Linked DNA regions of Mus musculus: regions 1 and 3 are each linked to region 2. The links are chromatin contacts, called in public Hi-C and Micro-C maps. All regions are on one chromosome and are shown on one strand. Each heading gives the region's core, a stretch centred on a gene start, on an enhancer-like site or on the middle of the called end of the contact. The rest is flanking DNA. Distances are from core to core; before and after follow the strand shown. Region 1 has its middle 16 kb from the start of Gm33638. Region 2 has its middle 84 kb from the start of Gm29243. Region 3 overlaps Gm29243 (predicted gene 29243).

Region 1 (3,655 bases), core at 258-2,757, 110 kb before region 2:
TTCCCCGAAGTACCAGCCATACAACAGGTACAGTATAGAATAGAGTTTATTTGGGGGCATGGGAAGGGGAGTTGAGAAGGGAGAAGGGTGTAGAAACAGAAGGGAGGAGGGGGGGGCAAGGGGGGAAGAGGGTGGACAGGAACATTGGGGAGTGGGGAGGGGAAGGGGAGAGAGGGAGAAAAGGGTCTGAGAGGAAAAAGAGTCAGAGAGGGAAGGGAGGCCAAGCAGTCCCTTTTATAGCAAGCCCCGCCTACCTAGCTGTTGCTAGGTAACTGTTGGGTGGAGCCTAGAAGGACTGCTAACTCCTGTAGATCAGGTCTCACTCAGAAAAACTTCTTCCTGCAGATAGAAGCTAATACAGAGACCCACAGCTAGACAATGTGCAGAGAGTGAGAGATCTTGGCATATTCAGTCCTAAATAGGATGTCTTCATCAAACTCCTCCTCTTAGGGCTCAGCGAACTCTGCAGAAGAGGAGGTAAAAGCAGAATAAAAGGCAGACACTAAGGAAACAGTGCCTTCCAGATACAGTAGGACACACATATGAACTCACAAGAGACTGGGCCAGGCATGCGCAGAGCCTGCACAGATCAGACATCTGCCTAAGACAGATGGGGTCTTAGCACGGAGAGGGGAACTGGATAAGAGACTCCCATCCCTAACCCAGAAGCTATGTCCAATTGGCAACCTCTTGAGAAGAAGAACTAGTGTTTGCTGACGGCCTCTCACGGAGTGTAGAAACCACACTAAAGTGCTGGTCCCGTGCCCGGCTGTAGACGGCTAACACAGAACGAACTCAGTGGTCTCTCTGCAGATGTTTTGGAGAGATCACATAGTGCTTAGTTTGGACCTATGTTACCCTCCTGGTCTTGTGCTTATATATTATGGTTTCTGATTTTTGTGGTTTTATGAGTTTCATGTGTATAAGTTTGTGTAAGCTTCTCTGTGTGTACAGTGTATATGGTTTTTTGGGCTCTCTTTCTGTTTGTTTTCTTTTAGTCTGGATATATATATGTTTGTTTTCTAAAAAGAGAGAAAGAAGTCATGGAGTTGGATGGATGGGGAGGTGGGGTGGGAGGATCTGGGAGGAGATGAAGGGAAGGAAGCCATGAGAAAATACTGTATAAAAACCATACTTTCAATTAAATAAAAAAGAAGGGAAAAGTATATCACATATTTTGACCATATTCTCCTTCTCCAGCCTTCATCTTTCTCCTCCCTGACCCTCCCTTGTTCCCATTACTTTCCTTCTTTCCTCGAGGCTCCGGAAGGATGAAACTTTGTTAAAAGAAACTCAGTCTCTGGAGAAAGACAACTTCCAAGTGTTAAATCTGTGTTTTTTTTTTTTTTTTTTTTTAAAAGTCCACTAGCTAGGCATTTCCTCAGTGTGATACATGTTCAATTACTCGTTTTTTAGCATTGCCTAATTTAGATAAGGTTTTACCAGAAAGCCACGGAAAAGCTATGATTTCAGCATTTCAAATGGCCTGTGCCTCTGTAGCGGAAGTATCCCATTTCGCAAGTGATCATTAAGGACAGGAACAGGGTGAATTTGTTAGTCAGTCACCGAGCTCCTCATTAGTGAGCTAGCTAGTAAGGTGGCCTGCTGAGTGATTAGGAGGAAAGATGGAGAGAGGAATTGCATACTTCCAGATCCGATCTTGTTAATACTGGATAGCTGATTAATAACTGCGGAGAAAAGAAAGGTCCTTCTGGATGGCCCACAGGGAGCAATACCTAATTAGAGGAAGCTTCCCCTGCCAAACACAGCTGCTGCCTACGGGTTGATGCATAACCTTGTGACATCGCGCTTGGAACTGAGCCTAACTCTTGCCCCTTTCTCCCGGAGTGTGCCGGTATGATTCACCGATGGGAAGAGCGGTTCTCTGGAGGTGAGCCCTCCTACGCGTGAGCCTCAGATCCCGATGGACTCGTTTTGAATTCACCCTCCCTTGGAGATTGTCAATTAGGTAATCTCTCCTACTCAGGTTTATGATTAAGGTGAATTAGAAAATTAGTGGCACTTAAACTGGTTATGAGAGATGCCTGAGCTTGGGTGGGCCTGACAAGGCATAACTACGCTCTGCAGCACTTCATATGAGCCTTGAACCTTGTCTCCCCCAGCTTCTTGGCTGGGCAGAATTTCATTCCTGTTAATGCTGTCATTGATAGAGCAGCTAATTGTTAACTCAAAGGACAAGGAGGGGGAGAAGTCTCCAAACTTATCCGAACTTTGGGATGATAATCAGGCATGCCTTTCTTTCAAATTCTTTCTCAATAAGCACAACAAACACAAACAGAAACTTTGGAAATTTATAAGGGAAAGAGAATGGGGTGACCCGATCAACACACTCCCTTAGGGATAGCCACGTGACACTGGCATTCAGTAAGACCAATTGATAACCAGTCTAAGGACATAGCTACTGCTTCTTCTTCTTCTTCTTCTTCTTCTTCTTCTTCTTCTTCTTCTTCTTCTTCTTCTTCTTCTTCTTCTTCTTCATTTATTTATTTATTTATTTATTTTATGTATATGAGTACACTGTGAGCCTTCATGTGGTTGTTGGGAATTGAATTTTAGAATCTCTGCTTGCTCCGGTTGCCCCTGCTCGCTCCGCTCCAGTCAACCCTACTCTGGCCCAAAGATTTCTTTATTATTATAAATAAGTACACTGTGGCTGTTTTCAGAAACACCAGAAAAGGGCATCAGATCTCATTATGGGTGGTTGTGAACCACCATGTGGTTGCTGGGATTTGAACTCAGTGCCTTTGGAAGAGCAGTTAATGCTCTTACCCACTGAGCCATCTCACCAGCCCCCAGGAAGTAACTTCTGAACATTCAATTGTGTTTCACCGATCTGGGTCTAACTCCTTTGTGTGCGTGCTTTGCATGTGCATAGTAATATGTATGAGTAAGCACAGAAGCTAGAGGAAGGTTTTGAGTGGCTTCCTCTAACACAGTAGTTTTCAACCTGTGTGACTCATTGGGGTGGTGGTGTCAAAGGACCCTTTGACAGGGGTTGCATATCAGATATTTACATTATGATTCATAGAATTATGGTGTAACAACAAAAATAATTTTATGGTCAGGGGTTACCACAACATGAGGAACTGTATTAAAAGGGCCGCAGCATTTGTAAAGTTGAGACGACTGATGTAACACTTTATGCTTTATTTCTTTGAGGCTGGTTTTCTCTGAACCTTATGATTCTGATTTTTGGCTAGGCTGGCAGCCAGCAAGTCCTAGAGAGCCCCTATCTTTGTCACCACTCCTTTATGAGTGAGGCTATAGGCACAGTGAGCATATGCCTGTCTTGGTATGTGGGTGCTGGGATTTGAATTCAGGTCCTTGTGGATATGCAGCAAGCACTGTAACCACGGAACCATTTCTCCATTCTGCTAAGATCCATCTTTATGCAGTGGTATCCTGCATCGGTTACTGTTTTTTGATACTGTTGGAAAAAGGAATTGTTTTAATTTCCTTTCAGATTGTTCATTACTGGTTGTATAGAAATTCAACATATATATTGGTTTCTTACAGTGTAGTGCCTTAGACCCTGTTCTATCACTGTGAAGAGACACTATGACCATGGCAAACATATATATATATATGTATATATATATGTGTGTGTGTGTGTGTGTGTGTGTGTGTGTATGTG
Region 2 (3,562 bases), core at 26-2,525:
GTTAAAAAATTAAAAGGCAGGAAGAATCTCAAGAGTGACAGGTGGCAATAGAGCAATCTCAGCCACTGCAGACAGCAGCAGACAGAAGCAACAGCTGAAGAAAGGCTTGGGGTTGAGGATGCACACCTGTGTGGCAGATGCACAGGAAAAAGACCCTCTCTGAAGCAAGGGGTAGAGGGAACCCTGGGAAGCGAAGACTCCAGTCTCTTCTGAAGGGCTGTCTTTGTCTTATAAAAGTCTCTGAAGAGTTGTTTTGTTTGTCTCTAATTTATGGTTGGTCAGTTTGAAGAAAGATAGGATGGTTGACTGGCCCACAGTATTGTGTAATATGTCCTATGTGGTCTTGAACTTGTTGAGCCAGTCCAGCAGCATGGAGGCTAGTGGCCGGGGAGAAAATAGTCTATGAGGCCTTTGTTTTAATCTGCCAGGCTTTTGTCCTATGTCAGGAAGGTGAGGAAGAAGCCAGCCATTTTGAAAGCTTGCCACCTTTATTACCTAATCACGGCTCCTCTCCTTGTCTGTCCTCCCACCAAGGAGTCTGTCTAATTCCTGGTCCCTCACATCTGTCTATTAATCATTCAATCGTTCGTCATCATTCTTTTCATGATGTATGTACGTATGTACATATGTATGTACGTATGTATGTATGTATGTATGTATGTATGTATATACTATGTATGTATATATGCATGAATGTATTATCTATCTATCTATCTATCTATCTATCTATCTATCTATCTATCTATCTATCTATCTATCTACCCACCCATACCCTACAGGTTCATGTTTCTCTCAAAACCCTGAGTATTTATATTCAAAACAATATGGAAGGCCTTCAAAGTTCCAGAGTCTTCATAAACCACATGTTAAATTGGGTCCCGAGACATAGATGCATGGTTGGATGGACTTGTCCTAAGCAAAGAGAAGCAAACTTCCACCACAAGACTTAAAAAGGAGCAGATAGAGAATGCCAAGAGAGAAAGATGGGAAAATGAAGATTATAAATTGCTGAAGGGGTCAGCACCGAACCTTCCATCTAGTAGAGCCTCCTTTCCTGAGAGCCATTACCATAATAAAGACACGCCGCGGGCAGCTGGCCAAGCAGCCGCCAGAGTCTTCTGACTTTGGTAGGTTTCTTAGGCTATCACAATATTTGCTTTCACGCATGGGAGATAATTGACACTTGGCTGTCACAGCAACAGAAGCAGGAACAAGACCCACACCACACGGGGAAGGGGGTGGGTCTGGTTTTCATCTGCTAGATCCGGTCTAAGAACGGCTTCTCCCCTGGACAGCTGTCGTCACCCAGTCTGGTAGCTGTGCTTGCTTCCTCAGACATGAAGGACGAGACTGAGGGTGACTGGAAAATTTGTGCCACACGGAAGTCTAAGGGCAGTGTTCCTGAGGCGGTGCTCAAAGTCATCTGTATTTCAAATCTTCACATGGTGGGGGAGTCGGGCAGGACTGCCATTGGCAAACTGATAGGCACAGTGCCAAATCTGGTCTGTGTTCCCATAGCAGGCTGCTCCACCCTTACTGACAGTTTCATACAAGCAAACAGCAGGTCGTGGTCATGTTTCATATCCACCATCTCATCTCACTCTTGCCCTGTTCTACTGAAACTCTTCCCCAGCAAGTCTCTTTCTGACTCTCGTGCCATGGTGTGTGTGTGTGTGTGTGTGTGCATGTGTGCACGCATCTGTGCGTGTAAGTGCATGCATGCATGGAGAGTTATTTATTAGGACATGGAACACAGACACTGCTAAAGAAGATGGCACTCTCTCCTGCGGTCAGTGATTGTCAATAGTCTCTGGGGGAGGGGCGGGCATCATGAGCACCAATAGGAAAACATGAATGTAAGAATAGCTGTGCTTACAGTGGGCTCATAAGGAAGCAGGGTTTGTCATCAGTTTACTTGGTGCCTGGTTCTCTCTTAGCTTGAGCTCATGTGTCTTTCTGGATGGGTTGCTAGGGATGCTCTTTGCCTTGGTTACTAACTCTACCAAAGCTTGTCAACAAGCTAGAGTAGCTATTAGTTGAAGACCCACGCCCCTTCCCTCTGTAGCAGCTGGGATTGGGGCAGGAAATGTATTCTAACTTGGTGGCCTATATGTGCCTTCCTCTGATCTTCTTCACTGAAACCAAGTTGTTGCTATTCCCAGCATACGTGGGGTGCGTCTGTAAGTCTATTCTCTGCAGAAAGTAGAGAAGCACTGTCCAGGGGTGTGCTGGCTCACAATGGCTCCTCAAAAATGAATGCTGTACCAGGTATTGATAGTGCTCTTTCTCTGATGGCTTAGCTTGTGGGCCAGTTTAGAACTTGGCAGTAGGAAGGAGAGAAGGATGAAGGAGAGGAAGCCCAGTTGGATTAGAGGTTCAAGTTGATAAGCAGGTATATAGGTCAGGATTGAGTAAGTAGTTGGTAGACCCCTGGGTTCTGTATTGAAAAATTGCAATCTTGACTCAAGGGGAAATGAGAAGGAAAAGGAACAGGTGGATGACAGAAGAGTCAAGGTTCTGGGATGAGCAGGACTCCTCAGCAGGGAGGCAGCTGTAAACCAGGGTGGTGTGCTTTCAGAAAGGCTCTGATTCCCAGGAAGGAATTAGACTCCACTAAGAACTAGGAACTTGAGAGTTGTACTCGTGGCCCACTGGAGAGGTTAGCAGACAACTTGATGTGTGTAGAGACCTCCCTAGGGTTCGGATCAACAGAGCTAAGATGTATGCTTGGGGGTTCCTTGGCCTAAATGTTTCTGATCCCTCCAAGTCTATGTGTCGGATCTCCCCACCCCCACCCCTTGCCATTCTGCTAGAGGCGAGCACAGCATTATAGTACTGTGCAAAAACTCACGAGAAACAAACAGCCCGCTCCAAACACCAGATCTGCAGTCTGCTGGACAGCTTGGGCTTTCTACTTCTAGAGTTGAGAAAAATACATGTCCACTCTTTGTAAGCCACACAGTTCACCGGCACCTTTATTCCAGCAGTCGGAATGGACTGCCCTGCTGATCAAGCTGTCTTTCTGTCTTGCTCACTTTCCTGGTTGGAGGTTTATAAAAAAAACCCTTCAATTCTAACACTGGGGAGGGTGTGTCAGCTCCATGTGTTCTGAAAAGAGGCCATAAGGCCTGCTCTTCTCAGGCAAGATCACAATCCCCTTTTATGACTTTCCATGAGACATTGCTGGTTATGAACGGTGCTTGCTTTGAATTTTTGTCATCATTATCATCAGGGTCGTCTGTATTACAGTCATTACCATCTCATCATTGTTATGACCATCATCATTACAATAACCATCGATATTATATCTGTTATAAGCATCATCACCACCATCTGCATCTTCATCGTCATCACCATCATCGCCATTTTCCATTTACAAAACATTTAACTTTCTGCTATACACAATAAAAGCAGAAAAACAGTGCCACAGATTTCCATATATCTGACATCTACTTTTATCAAGTGTTAATATTCTTTTTATTGGGCTCTATGAAAAAAAAAGAAACATCACAGATACAGTTTAAAAAAATCTCATCTTTTTATTATTTTACCTTCTTTTTTT
Region 3 (3,443 bases), core at 608-3,107, 75 kb before region 2:
GGGAGGGGAAGGGGGGAATGCAAAGACAGAGAGACATAGATGAAGAGACAGACAGACAGACACACAGAGAGACAGAGACAGAAAGAAACAAAGTCAGAAAGACGGAGACAGAAGAGGAGAATCTAACTTAAGCCAAAGTTGATGTCACAATTGATTTCTCATCTGAGTACTGAGAATAATGGTGAAGTTGTCTGTAAAAGATGGAAATACCTGGGAGTGGACATAACTGGACCTTGGAAATGTGAAGTCTGAGATGTGTTTTCAATACTGGAATGAGTCAGAGTTTGATTTACAAACCGATAGCTGTGTAAGGAGACTTGGTATCCCATGGAGAGGTACTTCAAAATCGAACACATGCATTTCTGCATTTCTGAGTCTTGAAATTTGAAATCTTCGCCCTCCGTCTGACTTTTTGCATAAAGTCTCCATATTTACCACCAACCGAAGGCTGGTTTTCCCTATTAGAAGGCTAACTTTCTTCAACTGATTTTAGTGGGAAGCTCTCTACCACAGCATTCCTACCACAGCATTCCTCTACCGCAGGGAGATGCCATGGCTGACGGAGTCCTCATTGGGAAGCAGAGTCTTTGCTGGCTGCTTGGTTCACTTGGGTGGCTACTGCTGTTGCCTTATTTACAGAGTGGAGATGGGTAAGAAGCCTGGGGTAGCCACCTCCCCAAGTTCCCTGTGGTGACAAAGAAGATCATTCCTACCCCCCCCCTTTCCCCAGTGGCTATAGCAGTCTACGCAAGTTTCAGGCTGACTTCCATTGAGTGAGGTTTCAGTAAGGGAAGAGTCAACCCAGCGATCGTAAGTAACTAAATTCCTTCTGTAGATTAAGGGTCCAGCTGATGCTAAGACAATTTCCCAAGATTCTGAAGGTCGAGGGTCATAATACAATACACTCTAAAGGAAGAAGCAAATCTAATCCCGCTCACCCCATTATCTCTTGCTCTTGGCTCCAAGAAAGATTCTGTAGGTAGCAATAAGATTTTTACATTGGATGCTGCTCATGGTATCAACAAAACAATTTCTCTGTCTCAGAGAGTCGGAGCTCATAGCCTGTGTTTCCTCTCTTCCCCATTCCTTTTGCTTCCTTTTATTCTCCGTGAAGGTGTTAATGAACGGTTAATTGCTTAAGGGTGGGCTTGCTGACAAAGAAGAATAAGGACAGGAAAGCAGTGATAACAGTTTGAAAAACTGTGAATAGAGAACTGTAAAAGCAGGCTTCCGCAGAGCCTGGGGTGTGGGGGTGGGGGCTGGGTAGGCAGATTAATCTAGTTCCTTACCTCTGGCTCCCACCCAGCATCTTCCACTCCCATCTCCTTCCCTCAGTTTTGTCACAGCGTTTGAGGGTTTAATTGAAGACCTGCAGAGGAGAAAGTGCTACGGCCACTAACTGGCTGGTTATATTATGGGAAAGAGACTTGAGAGTAAACAGAGGGCCTTCTGCTCTGAGCACAGTGCTGAGAACCTGAAGTCAGGCAGAGGAGAGCCTGAGCCAAGGCTGTATATTAGTTTAATATTTGTAGACCCAATGTGATGCTCAAGATGGAGAGAGAGAGAGAGAGAGAGAGAGAGAGAGAGAGAGGTTCCATTCACCTTGGCCCTGAGATGAAGCCACACTAAGGGAGTCTAAGCAAGAGAAGCACGCAGAAGCGAACTTTTGTACCCTTGACTTTTGCAGAAGGCTCGCCCAGTTCATCTTCTATTTCCCCAGAATTCCCTTTCCTCATGCCTTTCTTCTCTGACTCACCGTCCTAGCTGTTCTTTACTGTGAAAGCACACACACAGTGTCCACCAGACAGTGGCTGGAACCTCTCATTGACAGGATGGCCCGACAGCGTGGGCTCTGTATGGAATCATGGTGTGCTGTGTGTGACTCACTCCTTGTTTTACCACCATCTGAGTCGGCCATCAGCCCATCCATTATCTGTGGCTTGTAAGCCTATTACATTAGCTCATCTCTTTTTGCCCAGTTGACATCCGGTCTTCTTCCTTTGTTGGAGTCCCCGGGACCGGCTGCATTACCTTCTCATGTGCTCATTGCCCCGTATGGTGTCATCCACAGATAACATTAACATGCCGTTTACACTTTCCTGGGTCACTAATCCAAATGTTAAATGAGTCAGAGGGTGACACTTGGCATTCACCATCTGTGGTGGGTTGACATTTGCCACTCCTGCAAACATTCACCCTCTTAAAGCAGGACCGGATCTGGTGCTTGTCAAAACCGGACCCATTCAAACCCTAATGATGTTGGTATGTGCAGCAACAGCACTCTTGTTAGCTATAACCTTTGTTCATAGTCACCCTCCTGCCCCGCCCCCACCCCACGCCTGTGGCCTGTGGAACCAAGAACTGGCTGGAGTCTGGGAGTAAGGACAAAGGTAGTGACGGGATGCCAGAGGATGCTGCCAGATGGCAGAGTTGGGGGGCTCAGCCGTCTGATCACTCAGAACCTATAAGCAAATGGCAGTGCCCTGCAGTATTGTCAAGACCGGATAGTGAAGGTGTGCTAGCACAAGCTAGCTCTGTTGAGTTACTTGAGATGCAAATTAGATTCATGAAGAAAACCTATTTGGCTTCCTTGACTACTGTGATGAACTAGACCCTTAAGCTTCTACACCATTTAGAACTGATGGAATACTGTTTTCCTGGCTGAACTACTAAATATTGATTTATAATTTTCTCTCTTTCTCTCACTCCTAGAGATGAAATCCAAGGTCTTTCAAGATATGCAAATGAAGCATCCTTTTTAAATTCAAATTGTGGCATAGCATTAAAAAACTTATTTTGATTAAAAATTATACTTGTGAATCTTCCCATTCACTTACTCTTTCTTTTGTTTGATTTTTATTTCTTTTAAAGACATTTTAAAATTTTAATTTATATATATGTGTGTGTGTGTGTGTGTGTGTGTGTGTGTGTGTGTGTGTGTGTGTGTGTTTACTCACATGTGCAAGGCCACAGAGGCTAGAAGAGGGTGCTGGATTTCCTGGAACTAGAGTTGCAGGTGGTGTGAGTCACCTGATGCAGATGCTGGGAATTGAACTTGGACCCTGTGTGAGAGTGTCTTAACTGTTGGATCATCTCCCCGTCCCCCATCCCTGCCACCCCCCCATCCCTGCCGCCCCCTTGACATTATTTCTTGATAGGAGATTTTGTTTTGTTTTCTAAAAACCTGTACTGACTCTCCGTGTGTGAGTGTATGTTTTACCCTGAACTGTGCTGGCTTGTAAAACAGAATCGCATAGATTTTATGTATCTCTGATTTCCAGTTTTGCTGTGTATCTTCTCTCCTCTCATCCTCTTTCCTTCCTTGTAGGGGATTTTAATTCAGAGCTTTGCCTATGCTAAGCTTTTACTAACATGAGCTATACCCTGGACCCTAATATTTTTTTTTTCTTTCAGAGTGACTCTTCAAAACTTCATTCTATAGA

The links. A called contact is a pair of places that touch in the nucleus more often than the background predicts.
Region 1: a contact with region 2 is called in a Micro-C map of the AtT-20 cell line, with 2.3 times the contacts expected there. The contact joins two enhancer-like sites. A contact is called at or near these places in 9 of 39 promoter capture datasets (the 3T3-L1 cell line, 3T3-L1-derived adipocytes, the HPC-7 cell line and 5 more), 1 of 15 datasets of contacts at CTCF or cohesin (CD8 T cells) and 2 of 484 Hi-C or Micro-C datasets (the AtT-20 cell line and the N1E-115 cell line).
Region 3: a contact with region 2 is called in a Hi-C map of the N1E-115 cell line, with 3 times the contacts expected there. The contact joins two enhancer-like sites. A contact is called at or near these places in 7 of 39 promoter capture datasets (the 3T3-L1 cell line, 3T3-L1-derived adipocytes, the C10 cell line and 3 more), 2 of 15 datasets of contacts at CTCF or cohesin (CD8 T cells and pro-B cells), 3 of 484 Hi-C or Micro-C datasets (CD4 T cells, the N1E-115 cell line and bone marrow-derived DN3 thymocytes) and 5 of 115 datasets of contacts at active chromatin or transcription factors (CD8 T cells, effector CD8 T cells, embryonic stem cells and 1 more).

Annotation. Positions count from the first base shown.
Region 1 is chr8:34,187,289-34,190,943 of GRCm38.p6, forward strand. No RefSeq gene overlaps it. Among named protein-coding and RNA genes, the nearest start is that of Gm33638, 16 kb to the left of the region's middle. Within about 2 kb of position 1,508, at least 34 of the 459 cell types and tissues checked have an H3K27ac peak or open chromatin away from gene starts, as enhancers often do. A contact at or near this core is called in the AtT-20 cell line and the N1E-115 cell line, where this site is marked.
Region 2 is chr8:34,299,331-34,302,892 of GRCm38.p6, forward strand. No RefSeq gene overlaps it. Among named protein-coding and RNA genes, the nearest start is that of Gm29243, 84 kb to the left of the region's middle. Within about 2 kb of position 1,276, at least 34 of the 459 cell types and tissues checked have an H3K27ac peak or open chromatin away from gene starts, as enhancers often do. A contact at or near this core is called in the AtT-20 cell line and the N1E-115 cell line, where this site is marked.
Region 3 is chr8:34,223,319-34,226,761 of GRCm38.p6, forward strand. It overlaps Gm29243 (predicted gene 29243), which reads left to right. Exons shown (of 4, transcript NR_166073.1): 3 at 544-650; 4 at 2,713-2,832. Among named protein-coding and RNA genes, the nearest start is that of Gm29243, 8.2 kb to the left of the region's middle. Within about 2 kb of position 1,858, at least 50 of the 459 cell types and tissues checked have an H3K27ac peak or open chromatin away from gene starts, as enhancers often do. A contact at or near this core is called in the N1E-115 cell line, where this site is marked.